Regions from separate parts of the Triticum aestivum genome. Here region 2 is linked to region 1. Evidence: chromatin contacts called from public Hi-C data. All regions are on one chromosome and are shown on one strand. The core of a region is the stretch at or near the end of the contact, and the rest is flanking DNA. Distances in the headings are between cores, read along the strand shown. Region 1 has its middle 190 kb from the start of LOC123064329. Region 2 has its middle 17 kb from the start of LOC123068246.

The links. A called contact is a pair of places that touch in the nucleus more often than the background predicts.
Region 2: a contact with region 1 is called in a Hi-C map of leaf, with 5 times the contacts expected there. The contact joins two enhancer-like sites. A contact is called at or near these places in 1 of 5 Hi-C or Micro-C datasets (leaf) and 1 of 1 datasets of contacts at active chromatin or transcription factors (leaf).

Annotation. Positions count from the first base shown.
Region 1 is chr3B:12,798,231-12,801,812 of IWGSC CS RefSeq v2.1, reverse strand. No RefSeq gene overlaps it. Among protein-coding and RNA genes, the nearest start is that of LOC123064329, 190 kb to the right of the region's middle. Within about 2 kb of position 1,997, at least 8 of the 8 cell types and tissues checked have an H3K27ac peak or open chromatin away from gene starts, as enhancers often do. A contact at or near this core is called in leaf, where this site is marked.
Region 2 is chr3B:13,121,881-13,125,396 of IWGSC CS RefSeq v2.1, reverse strand. No RefSeq gene overlaps it. Among protein-coding and RNA genes, the nearest start is that of LOC123068246, 17 kb to the left of the region's middle. Within about 2 kb of position 1,941, at least 7 of the 8 cell types and tissues checked have an H3K27ac peak or open chromatin away from gene starts, as enhancers often do. A contact at or near this core is called in leaf, where this site is marked.

The sequences.
Region 1 (3,582 bases), core at 748-3,247:
CTCACTTTTGTGAGTGACCGTGAAGGGATTGACAACCCCTTTATCACGCTGGTTGCAAGTTTTTGATTGTTTGTGCAGGTATTCGGTGACTTGTGCGTCGTCTCCTACTAGATTGATACCTTGGTTCTAAAAAACTGAGGGAAATACTTACGTTACTTTGTTGTATCACCCATTCCTCTTCAAGGGAAAACAAACACAAGCTCAAGAGGTAGCAAATACTGAGTTTGTTTGGATATAAATCCACATCTTTATTCACAAAAAGGAAAAAGCAATGACCAATAAATAGGTATTATCATTCGATCCTGAAAATGCCTGAATGAATTAACTAACTTGTCCAGTTAATGACTAATACGTGATGAGGAAGTTTACAATCCCATGTGTTATGGCCATACAATGTCACAGAACTGAGCGACACATCGTGTCCCTTCAATTCTTTAACTCGTGGATAAGGGGGGGTATAGGGTTTCGTTATTGTTAGCAAGGTAGAACCTCACAATATTAGAATGTCGATGCATGTGTGGATCTAGGTGAGACGCCTCTAAACAAGAACCTCAACTACCTGCCTTACCCCTTTGTCTAGCGCCTATCGAGCGAACAAGGCGACTAGGGTTTCCCTTGACTCCCGTTGACGTCATCTCGTCTCCCGTGGTCTTGGGGTCATGGAGTCACGGTGGACCCCACCCCTAGCGAGTGTGACCCCGCTCCATTTTCAGTTAGAGTGTTGAGTTTGCTTAGAGTTTTGTCCTATTTGAGGGCGGTGAGGAGGCGGCGGCTCCCTGAATGGAATAATGTCCTTGCCGACTATCTCCCGTTTGTGCGTTGAGTCTAACATCATCGGAGGGCTTGTGAAGGCGTGTCTCTGATGCATATCCTAGGATTAGATCGGTGCTAGTATTCGGTGGATCCGTTTGGATCCAAACCTCTTTCATCTCTAGTGGACCCATGTGAATTTGGCCATTCATTGTCTTTGTTCACTTGTTTGCATATTTGATTATTTCGATCTATTCTTTTCTTTATGGATGATGCTTATTGTTCTGGCGTGTTGGTCCCGTAAGGCCTTAACATGTCGACTTCTCCAGGGGATTCTTTGGATTTGCGTTTTTTGATCTACACAAGGCTTCTACGATGACGGATCTTTGTCCGAGGTATTGGTCCAACTGGACCTTAGCACCAAAGCTTCCCTAAGCCTGACATGTGTAAAGCCATCTTCAACGATTACATAGCCTTACAATGTCGTCTTGGTCATACTTGTCGTACAACCTGATATGTTTTTTTTACAGGTTATTAAACATATTAGATGCCGACAAGACAGTTCTTTTTCAAATGTAACTTTTCATTCGTAAGTTCGTAAACAAACATTGGAAGTCCTTAACACGAGCCCTCGGTTTGATGACTACTTGTTACAAATGAGCCCGTGGAAGTTTGAATGGGAAGACGAAAAGGAAGTTAAACGGGATTCTATTGCTAGTGCCCACAAGATAAATCCTGCCCAAACTTTCCTTTTGATCTATACTTTTCTTTATGAACGATGCTTATGTTCTTGTGTGTTGGTTTCGTGAGGCCTTAACACACGACTTCTTCAACTGACTAGTACAATAAGGTTTGCCCTGCGCCGGCGAGGGATGGATAATTTTGGTGACGCGATTACAGTTCACTCTATTATTTATAGTCGTCACTACATGGTGTGCGGATATCGTTGTTATTTTTCATATTCTTTGTATCGACATCGCAGACTATGAATAAGTCAAAAGAAGAAAAAACATACCTAAGAAAGGGTACTCATTTAGTTGCGTAGATTTTGAACCATTTAATTTATTATTTGCCGTGCATTTACGTCTCGTTCGAACTTTGAAAAAATGGGTGGATGCCGTGGACCGGAGGGCAGGGCTGGTGCTGGTGGGTACACATGGAAACGAGCAGGCAGTCGATGGCATCTTCGGCAGGAAATCAATCCACATCTCCTCAAGACCATTCCATGCCATACACACATAAATATATTAATTAATTGGAATACCATAGTATATTTTTCCAGCTATAGAGAGAGAAAGATACGGGCCCTACACCACATAAAATAGAAAGAAACGGGTGAGAGAGGCAATTAACAAATGTCGTAAATGGCAGTCAATATTTTCCTTTCAATGGCGCCTTCTAGAGCGCCTCCCCCCCTTCTTACCCCTCTATAAATTCACCCCTTGGTCTTCATCCCTCCCACACATCCACAGCGCCACAGAATAGTTTCCTTCTTTCTTTCTCCTCCTCGTTGCTTTTAGATGTAGATGTAGATGTAGATGTAGATTCCGTTCCATCTCTTCTAGCCCCATAGATGTAGCCTATTGTCTACCAAGTTCTTGCCACCATGTCCTCCATGGTTGGTCGTGCTCTCTGTTCTTGGTTTCCGCTTGTGAACCACAGCACAGATCTTGTTTTTCTGTGTTTTCGTTTGGTTTTCTTTGATCTGTGTTTTGTGTTTTGGATTCGGTTTAGAGGTGGAGCTCCTATCATTCCAATGAAGGGTCTACCGGAAGGGTTTGTGCAGCTGCTCGTTCATGGTTCCCACTATCCTATCTCCATAGAAAACGAGGAGGTAGGCCTGTGGTTTGCATGACCGAGGAGCCGCTTCGATCCCTCGCTGACCGCTGTTTGGATTGAAGGGAGCTCTGCATCTTGATCTACTGTTAAGTAGTTTTATCTGCCGTCGAGGCTAGCTAGCTGCTGTAAATCTTGAAAATGCTCCAAGGTCCAGATCTGAATGGGAGCTGTTTCTTCCTCTCGAGATCTCTTCCGGAGCTTCGTTTTTATTGGGTATTTGCTACTAAGATTCCAGTAGGCTAGGTATTTTCTTGGCTTATTTGAAGCCAAGATTTGAATACCCTTGGTATTTTGTTTTTCTCCCCAAGTTAACGAATAAAAGATTCAGGTTGTGCTTTGTACTTTGCACGCACCTTTATTCCCTTGCTTTTGAGCCGTGGTGTCACTGTTGCTTCGTCTTCATCCCTTACCTCCCTGTCGGCTGTTCTACAGGACTGGTGCCCATTTGTGGCAGGCCCCTTAGATCTCACCATGGATGCATTTATCCCCTCGTCCTACTCTTGGCCATATGATTTTTCTTGGTAGATTTGCATCAGATTCCTTACCGCTACTGCTTGGATCTGGGTGCTGAGCGCATCACATGCGCCATTACTTTTGCTGTCTCTGCCCCATGCGCTCATCACGCGCTTGGTGTCACCCTTATTCCATTTGATGTGTCTGAGATGAGGGATTTGTCTTAGATTCATTAAAATGCCATGATACTGTTTACGTATCATATGTTAGTCTTTTATTTTTTTTGCAGGTTGTACAGGAGGACGGTGATGCTTGTGAAAGCTTTGAGACGTTAGCTAGTTGTGCTATGCCCAGTGTTGTCATTGTGTTTGAGCTGTAAATGTTGCATTGTATGTTGGTACTAGCTACAGGTTGTATTCGTGAGCACACTTTTCTTTTGGAAGCTGTGTAACACGTCTGTCTGTGTAAGCTGTGTAATCTACTAGTCGTCTTTGTATCTTATCGTATCTTTGTCAATATAGTTGATTGCCAAATATATGT
Region 2 (3,516 bases), core at 692-3,191, 320 kb before region 1:
CCCTGCTTCTTGCTCCTCTCTTCAACTCAGCGGCACCGGCCAGTCACGGAGTACTTGCACCACCGGACAACAACACCGCCGCCCCCTCGGCTCCCGGAGGTTGGACTCCGGCTACCCCCCAACCCGCACCTCCTCCTCACCACCACCTCCTCCAGAGCCGAAGCACCTCCACCCCACCATGGCTCTTCCTCACTTGTACACAAAAAACTATACCATAGGAATAAAAATGTCTGTAGGCTGCGGAGGATGGCTACGATCTACTCATTCTGCGCTTGGATGCAAAAATGAATGGAAAAGGGAGAAGATCGGCGCGCGGTGGCCGAAGTGGGCTCTTGGATCTCCTGTCGGCCGATGGGCCGACGGGGTCATTGTTTTGAAAATAATGCATCACGTCATATATTTGCCGACTTAGTTATAAATAAAAAACATCATGCACTGCTGGTAGAATCGTTCGAAGGGCAGCGCTGTAAATTCTCAGCGAGCATCCAAGATGCAGCGGCACTGTGCATCTACAGTGCCGGTACGCGGTGCAAGGCTGGAGCAGGAGTAAATTTATTTATTTCGTCGAGGGAATCATCTCACGTCTCAGTCTCTGTGCGCACTTGTGACCCACAGACGTGATGGAGCGATGGCAATGCTTTGAGGCTGGTCACAATGGGCAAGAACATAAGCTAGTAACTTACACACTTCCCTAGACTATGTTACTACCTCCATAGTGGGTAGAAATATCTATGTAGTGTCATGCAAAGATGTATTTATTAGGTTATAGACTCATTGTTTCTTGGAGTGTGTGATGTTCCGGTAACTTAGCTAGTTACCACAAGCACCTCTCTCTTCATTAAATATGTGCCACATAAGCAAAGTTGTATTGGAGTGTGTGATGTTACTCCTAAGTTCCTCCCCATTGTGACCAGCCTGAACGCCGTGGGGCACACCCTGTCACAACTGCTGGGTGGCTACTGGCTACTTGGAGGAGGTTCCATCTAGGAATACTAGTAGTATCGCAAAAGCAGATTTCTTCCGGACGGACGGTACGTAGGCTGCTATAATACTAGGCTTTGCACATTGCAAACAAAGAGAATCAAGACGCGTTTTCTCGTCGGAATGATTTACTACCTCCGTCCTGTTTATTGATCTTTTATTTATTTTATTATGTCAAAATTTGATCATAAATTAATCAATAAAAATATTAGTACATGTCATAAATGAATACCATTGAATTTGTATATAACCATAGTTTGAAATGATATTATTTTATGTGACATGCCATTACCATTTGTTAAATAAATTAATGGTCAAAATTTGATAAAAAGTAGTATTACGAAAACCAGTAAACCAGGATGAAGGTAGTAAGGCTGTTTGAACGGCATCAACCATGAATAGCACGTTATAAAAATGGCAGCCTGTATCCGAGTCGTCCGATGCTTCTTTCTTTCTTATGAAACCTGCTTCCGATGAGTTGATATCACATGAGTTATGGAACCCTTTTGTATTTTGGGTCAAATTTTGATCTTCTGTAAAACTAACCGAAATATAAATTATGTGAAAACTTGTATGAGTTCACCACAGATCCATGAATTTTTGTTTTGAACAAGTGAACTTGCAAACCGTAAAAAAAAAATCCGGCCCCCAAAACAGACAAAAAGCGACCCATTTAAAATTATGTATTTGTCTTTTGGTTGTACGTCACGTGTGGAAATAAAAAGTTATGGCAATTTGCACATACGTATTGTACTTGTGCTTTTTCACAGAAAATTTTGAAAAATACATTGTAAAATTTTGTGAAAGACGGTGATACGGTGGGTGGGTGGGTGGATGGAAAGATTCGATTCCAGGCACGCGCGAGACCGCTGAGAAGAGATGACCATACACATAGACACACATGCATCGAGGCTCCCCGAGTTACGAGGGGTTGGCCTCAGCGCTGAGCGGGGAGCAGAGGTGGGCAGGGTCACGTCGCCCTCGCCAACCTGTCCCAAGGCGCGCGCGACTCCCGAGGCCGACATGCATCGCACTATGCGCGCCAGTGGCGGGCCCGCCGTCCGCTCTTTGACCGGTCAAGATCCGGAGTGGACGGCACGGGACCTGGCTCAGATCTACATCTATCTACGGAGTGGATACTACGCCACTGCTGTGCTGCCTAGCGTCTACACGGCCAAACGAAAGTTACAAAGGATGTGGATGCAAATTTCCGGCCAAAATCTACAACCAATCCGACGTTGATTAGACAAATACTTTGGTAATAATAAAGCGTTGAGTAGTAGCCAACCAAGATGCCATGACGGTCGGTTCGGTTCACCGCACCTCTTCTTTTTACCGCCCCATCGACGTTCCTGTCTCGCTTTTACTTTACCGAAAGCCAGAGCCGTCTCCATCGATCGCCCAGAGAGAGAGAGAGAGTGAGTACGCCACATTTCATAAAGAGAAAATAATCCGTGATGCTGCTTTTGTTCTCTCTCTCCCGAACACGTACGCGTTGATGCTTGCATTCTACGGTGACCGCACGTGGATACGATCCACCAGCTTGCATGCCACGACAAGCGGTACAGTACCATGGCATACAATAAACATCGCAAAGGAAAAAAGAGTACTACATGATGCAATTAAAAGAAAAGGATCACGTCGCCGAGGGAGAATATATGCCCGTGGGAGCCGGCTTTTCTTTTCTTTTTTGGCAAACACGAATCGACCGATGTACGTAAAAGCGAAAGGGAAAGGGCCGCAAAATTCGTGTCGCGTGTGAGAGGACGGTAGTACGTTTGGAGCCGGTTCACGCCGTTGATTGGTGCTCCTGGTTTAGGATCCGCACGTTGGCGTATCTTGGCCACTGGCCTTTTGAAAAAGTTCCGTGTCGTCTTGTCACCGTGGCTCTCCGTGGGCGCAAAAAATTTCTGTCGTATTTTTTGTTTTCGTGGTATTTTTTTTAGAGTTTTCGTGGTAATTGGTGGACGTGATACAAACATCTATACCACTATATAGCGTGCCAATAGCTTTAAATAATGGTCGTTGGATATGCTCATCCAACGGTCGAGAGAAGGCAAATCCGAGCATTATCATCCGTTGGATATAGTTTTCAACTCATAGGATTCTGCCACGTGGCCTTTTAATTTGAACCTTCAACTCAACCATCTCATGTGTTCTAGATATATCTATTCATATGCTTATCTGATGCTCTAATAAAAAGAGTGTGGAACAATTTGGATTCTATAAAGGTAAAAGCCAAGTTGAATTTTGTTTGATAAGATTTTATAGAGAAGATAATACATATTCAAATGTATTTTCCCATCCTTTTTGTATTATTTAAATAGCGTGCAAAGCACGTACAATTTACTAGTAGTAATATGGAACCGAAGTGCACTTGGGTCACTTGAGTTCGGTTGAATCTTGAAATGTAGGAATGTAAAAAACACACAACTGAACGACATCCTGTTCTTATCTACTCCTTCCGTTTTATAATGTAAGACGTTTTTAACATTACAATAATGTTAAAAAGCGTCTTACATTAAAGCAACTTCA